2 separate regions of the Zea mays genome follow, and region 2 is linked to region 1. The links are chromatin contacts, called in public Hi-C maps. All regions are on one chromosome and are shown on one strand. The core of a region is the stretch at or near the end of the contact, and the rest is flanking DNA. Distances in the headings are between cores, read along the strand shown.

Evidence for each region. A called contact is a pair of places that touch in the nucleus more often than the background predicts.
Region 2: a contact with region 1 is called in a Hi-C map of leaf, with 9 times the contacts expected there. The contact joins the promoter of LOC100273697 here to the promoter of LOC100384180 in region 1. A contact is called at or near these places in 11 of 25 Hi-C or Micro-C datasets (bundle sheath, ear, endosperm and 4 more) and 1 of 3 datasets of contacts at active chromatin or transcription factors (leaf).

Annotation. Positions count from the first base shown.
Region 1 is chr4:155,753,283-155,756,217 of Zm-B73-REFERENCE-NAM-5.0, forward strand. It overlaps LOC100384180, which reads right to left and starts at 1,257. Exons shown (of 9, transcript NM_001321804.1): 1 at 728-1,257. The coding sequence starts at 1,207.
Region 2 is chr4:155,896,935-155,900,094 of Zm-B73-REFERENCE-NAM-5.0, forward strand. LOC100273697 (ATP-dependent zinc metalloprotease FTSH 7 chloroplastic) reads left to right here and starts at 1,864. Exons shown (of 13, transcript NM_001360293.1): 1 at 1,864-2,860. The coding sequence starts at 1,997.

The DNA of each region.
Region 1 (2,935 bases), core at 7-2,506:
AAAATTCTTTTGTGGTCATTTAATTTCATTTGTATCTTATAGTGAATTTCAACTATAACTCAATTCCAAACGATTATAAGAAATTGTATCCTTGGATGAAACTTGCGCACTCTACATCGAGCTGAAGAACACAAGTGCTGAAACATGTTCCAGACCTGATCCTGTTAGCATGGTATGGACGTTGGTTCATCATGTGAATATGCTGAGACTACACAATATAAACAGATTATCCAATTGGAACCAAACACCTATTTCGTCAAAAACTCATAACAGTGATCTCTAGCATTTCTATTTGTTGCTCACTTGATGCACTTGTGCCGCCAGGACACCAATTGTAACATATCAATTAAGCAAGTTGCATTCAAGCCACGGGCTGTCTGATGGTGAGGTACCATCTAAAACTCCCAGCTAACTCATTTTGCTCCCCCAAACTGAAATGAGCTGTAGATCGCTTGCAGCCCTGCTAGAATATACTAACATTTCCAAAATAGACCATAAAATTTTAATTTCGTCACATCATGCTGTAGGTAGCATTGACATTGATTTACACTACACATATGAGCTCATTCGCATCTCATAACCTCAATTCCAAAGATAAACGAAGCCATAACCACAGACATCATTGACGCTTATTCGCTTAAAAGAGCACGCACTACACCTCCTGCGTGTGCAGTGCAGTCAGTTCTGCAATGGGCCGCAAGCGCCGAGCGGGTAAGGAGCACCGTACCAAGAGTATAAGCACCGGAGCATCATTCGGAAGCACACGGTCGTCGCCAGAGACCCAGTCGAGCGCGACGGCTCCGTCGTCAGGGGCGCGGAGGCACTCGCGCCGCAGCTTAACGGCGGGGAGCGATCGCGTGAGCGCAGCGAAGATGGTCTCGACGTGTCGGTTCGACGCGAGTACGGGGAAGGCACGGTACGGGGCGCGGAGGCTGGCGAAGCCTGAGAGGAGGCCCCGGCGGGCGCCCGCGATCTCGAGGGTCGAGTGCGGGAGCGGGGCCGCCTTCACCTGTTCCCCAGTGCCGGAGCTGGGGCTTGGGGCGGAGGCGGATACGGCGGCGTAAGACATGGCAGCGGCGGGGAGGACGGAGCGGAGGCGAGGGGCGAAGCGGCGGTTTGAGGCGAAAAATGAGGATGGCGTGAGGGCGGCGGTGGCTATCGGATTCATTTCCTCTGTGGCTCTGTTGATTTGTTGCCAGTTGTCCATTCGGCTTTGGACTCTCCTGCTTTTCGAGGTTCGAGCTGCTGTCTGACTGTCTCTCGTCACGTGTGTGGGGGCACGGAGGAGCCAAGTATTATACTATCATCGGTGGTAGACGCACATTCGTTGGCTTGCCGCTTGCCTCACCTCATAAGTTAAGGCCGCGTTCCTTTGTTCCAACTTGAAGACAGGTATATTTTTTCAATCTAAGCCCGATAGAGTGGATTCGGGTGTTTCACTAAAACCTATAAAGGCTTGATTTGGTTTGATTCCAGGTGATTATAGGTGTGGCTCTAATCCAAGTCGTTGAGTGGGTAAAAATGTCTGGTTTCATTCTGGAATGGCTTGGTTTCATTATAGAACAGGTCTATCCGAACAACCATTTTAGATTGGTTCTGATTTAAATCCAGATCAAATAATTCCGGATGGAATCGGCCGTGTTCCATATCGTTCCGTCAAAGCCGAACGAGGCCTAAGTTAGTTTCATCTTGTCTAAGGATGACAATGGATCAGATTTGAATCGAGTAGAGAAAATGATTATATAACTATACCTACGGAGATTACTTGTGTCCACCCATGAGGTTATGACTATATATGTTGGTCACTTGTTTTTGGCTCTTGAGAAGATACCAAAAAAACAAGGCAAGACATTACGAGTTTCTCTCTTCACTTAACCCTTTTTTAAAGATTAATTCAAAAAAGAAGCTAGAAAGTATGAAAATGTGTTGATAGAAACAATGTATAACTCATGAAAAGTAAATGGATTACTCATTTGAATGTGTTATCACTTTGTTTATATTCTTTTATAATACATTAAATGATTACACTTGTACCTTCGGCCTTTCAATGAATAGCACGAAGACATGAGAAAAGTACAACTTCGTAGTCACTCTGATCCAAAAAGCTTCGTTACGCATGACGTTGTTCCTCTATTTATAGTCGTGAGGTACAACTTTGTATGAAATTACAAACATGTCCTCCAACCATATACATGTCAACCACAAATATCATGAGGGTAATATTGTACTTTTCCATCTTTGTATCTTGCTGATCATGTATTCTGCATTCTTTAGCTTCTTCGATTCATAAACTGTCATGCATCATCCGAAGCTTCCTCCTTCAGCTTTGGTTGGCTTAACGCTCCCGCATACTTGAATATTCTTAACTTCGTCCTTTTATCAGCTTCGGGTCGATGACGAAGATGAATATGCTTACTTAAGGTTGCTTTTTAATGAAGCTAATACTTCATAGTCCTTCGACGATGAAGGCCTTCCCCCCAACAGCAGGCCCTCACGGAATAAGGTCGTTTTCATAGCGAGCTCAAGCCACGATGTATCAGAGAACCTTATGCACGAGGTCCAAAAAACACCTTCTCAGGGCTCGTTATTGGAAACGGCGTAATTAAGCACTTAGAAATAGATAGATGTAAGTTTGCGGTCCACCGGACAACGAGAAGGTGAGATTGTGACCTCTCATGTTCTGCACCCGCTTCTTGTATAAAAGCAGATGAGCGCGATGAAGCAAAACTACATTTACTACTCCTACACCTAACTGTTGCTAGTTTTTCTCTAGGTCCGAAGCTTTCTACTGATCATAACCTTTAAAGCGAGTTTCCGAGGGAGCTTTCCCTTGAATGGCTAGAATTCGCATAACTGCTAGGTTAGCCACTCCCACGTCTTCGGAGGCTCTTCAGAGAGACAAGGCTACTTCGGATATTGCACCAACCTTGGAAGT
Region 2 (3,160 bases), core at 614-3,113, 140 kb after region 1:
CCGTATGACACTGGAGGCGTACGTATACGTATGAGCATGAGAAAAATTATGGAGAAAATATTTGTAGGGACTTTAAAAATGATTCTGAAGGTATTTCTCAGGAGGAAAATATTTGGTGAATTATCGACGGAATATTTGGGTAGTATTTCTGGAAAGAATCAGAGGGGATCACTGGTAAAATATTTGTAAGATATTTTGAGGAGGATTTTGGATAGAATATAGACCACTATATTTTATTTGTTGATATCAACTCACAAACAAATATTTTAAAATGAAATTTAAAATTCATTTTAAATTTAGAGCGAGTTTGAGAAATTTTCAAGATTTGAATTTTTGGGTGCTACAGTGTTCGAGCTCCTGTGGCCGGTATGGCATTTGTACTTGTTGTTGACTTGAGCCGGGAGGAGGATATCCATCATTGTATTTGCATCTTTAACCGAGCAGAGAGCCGAGGCCAGGGTATGGTGCTCGGTCGCGTACCTGAGCTTGTCTGGAGAACGTGTTGTCCTAGTCGTAGTAGTTGAAACAGTAATAAGTATGGCAAAAAATGTTTGGTAATCCGTAAAGTATCATAACACCAACTCTCTAAACAACAATTTAAGGAATTATTTTTTAGAAAACTACTAGAGTTGCTCTAAAGGCATAGTGGCTTGGTACAGAACAAGAGAAATGCCCTTACAATACCGAGGATTAGAATGAAATAACCATCATTACTGAATGTTGTTTGATTAGCATAGAACAAAGAAGGTGGACGTGAACAAAATAGAAACTAACCTTTTTGACATGTAAAATATAACAAATGTCGTTGTTTTTATCTATATTCTATACCATACCACTATATAATCCACCAACTAGTTTTAGCTTTGTAAAAACCACCTTACCAAACCACTCCAACACCCATAACCTCTCCTAAATTCACCAAAATAATTACATATACACATAACACACCATCAAAATCAATTGTTAATCAATACTCACTAAAATCCAATAATAAATGTTATTTGGATATCCTTTCTCATTCATCACACGTATCATAACCCTTATCTCTCCCCTCTACCACGATCTCGCCACATCCTCCCTCTTGCTCGTATCGCCGTAGCCGGCGCCTCCCTCTTCCCTCATCGGGACCGTAGTATTAGCACAATATTAGACTAGTTTGAAAAAAAACCCTCTAGCTCCCGTAACAATAAGGGTCTGTTCGTTTTTCACGGATTGAAGGGTTGGAACGGTTCCTGGCCGGATTGTTTCTCTAATTTATATAAGTTTTGATAAATTGGAATGAATCCTGGTCTAATCCTGGACAAACGAACGGACCCTAAACTGGGCCACCGATCAACCGTGAAGAGAGATGAGAGGTGTAGGTTAGGCCAACGTGCCCTAAGCTAATCAATCCACAGCCAAAATAAATCCACACAGATCGGATTAAATCAATCATTTTTGTTAGTTACAAAAGAGATACGCCCAAACTCCGTCGCCGTTCCGTCCTCCAATGTTTCTGTGGACACGAGAAGCTCGACGCCCTGCGCCATCCAACGCGCCAGATATCTCGAGTGACACACACTTCTCCCACTGACATCTCAGTGGGTCATACTCACTCCGGCTCCGTGCGATATCATTAACCAAACGGACAAGCTCGGCCCAAGCTGAAATCAGTGACGACGGGCCTTGGACCTTGTTACAAACATGGGTCCCACATGTCAGTTAAAGATAAGTAATCGTTATTTGTTTGCGGGAGTGGGTTTGCGCAGAGGTTAACCTTAACAATCCGGCTTGACGGCGTGAGACGCAGCTAACGGTCACCCCCTTCCCTCCCTCCATCCCCCTTCGCCTCGTCAGTCGTCTCTGCCTCTTTCCTTCCTCATCTTCGTCTCTTTCCTCACCCCGACCCCCCCGCACCGACTCCTCCACGCGCACGCGCGCGGCGGCGGCGGCGGAGTCGGGAGAGGTCCCTGGTGCTGCTTCTCGCTCAACCCGTACGCTACTCCTTCCTCTCCGTATGGCTTCCGCCGCCGTGGAAACCCTCGTCTCGTTCCCAATCGCATCCCGTCCCCGCTCGCTCCTACGCCCCTTCCCGCGGCGACCTGCCGCCGCCGCCGCCGCCGGGGGATGCGCGCCTTCGATCCGGATATCCGCCGTGCCGCCGCGGGGCCTCGGGCTCGCGCTGGTGCACCGCCGCGCGCGCCGCTGCCCGCCAGCGGCGCGCGCGAATGTTGAGCACGGCGGCGACGGCGCCTCTGGTAACGGCGAGCCGTCGTCCTCGTCCGGGGACGGCGACCGCGACGCGGCTGCGGACTCGGGGGGCGACACCACCGGCACGAGCACCACGAGCGCCGCCCAGACGCCGCCGCCGCCCTCGTCGAAGAGGGGCGAAAACAAGTGGCGGCGGAGGCTGACTAAGGGAGGTGGCGTCGGGCGCTGGCTATGGGAGCCCATAGTCCAGGGGCGGGAGATGGGCTTCCTCCTGCTCCAGCTCGGCTTCGCCGTATTCGCGCTACGCATGCTTCGACCGGAGATCGCGTTGCCTGGCTCAGAGCCCCGCCCGCAGACCACGTACGTCAGTGTACCGTACAGCGACTTCCTGGCGAGCATAGACAAGGACCAGGTGAAGAAGGTTGAGGTGGACGGGGTGCACGTCATGTTCCGACTCCGTCCAGAGGTTGAGTCCCAGGTCCGTGTGGAGCAGACACCATCACAGCGCGGAACAGATGCTGTCGTCGATAATGCTGGAGTCTCGAGGAGAATTGTGTTCACCACGACTCGTCCAGTGGACATAAAGACGCCATACGAGAAGATGGTGGAAAACATGGTTGAATTTGGGTCACCGGACAAGAGGTCTGGCGGCACGCTCAATTCTGCGCTGGTAAGGCACTTATGCTGAAAGATATCTCTGATGCAAACACAAGGTTTGTGGCTTTGAAATCACCAAAATAAGTTAGGAGTAATACCAGTCACACCCGATTAGGGATTTTAAAATTTGTATCTAAGCATGCAGAATGACAGATTGGAAAGTCACAGATGTTCTGACCTTTGAAATTGATGGACGAATAATTGATAATGAAATTTGACAAGCGAATCCAGTAGGTCCACTTTGTGTGAGCGATATGTACAGTGAGGCAGATTATTGTGTATTATATGTTGAAATGCTGGCTCTACAATGTTA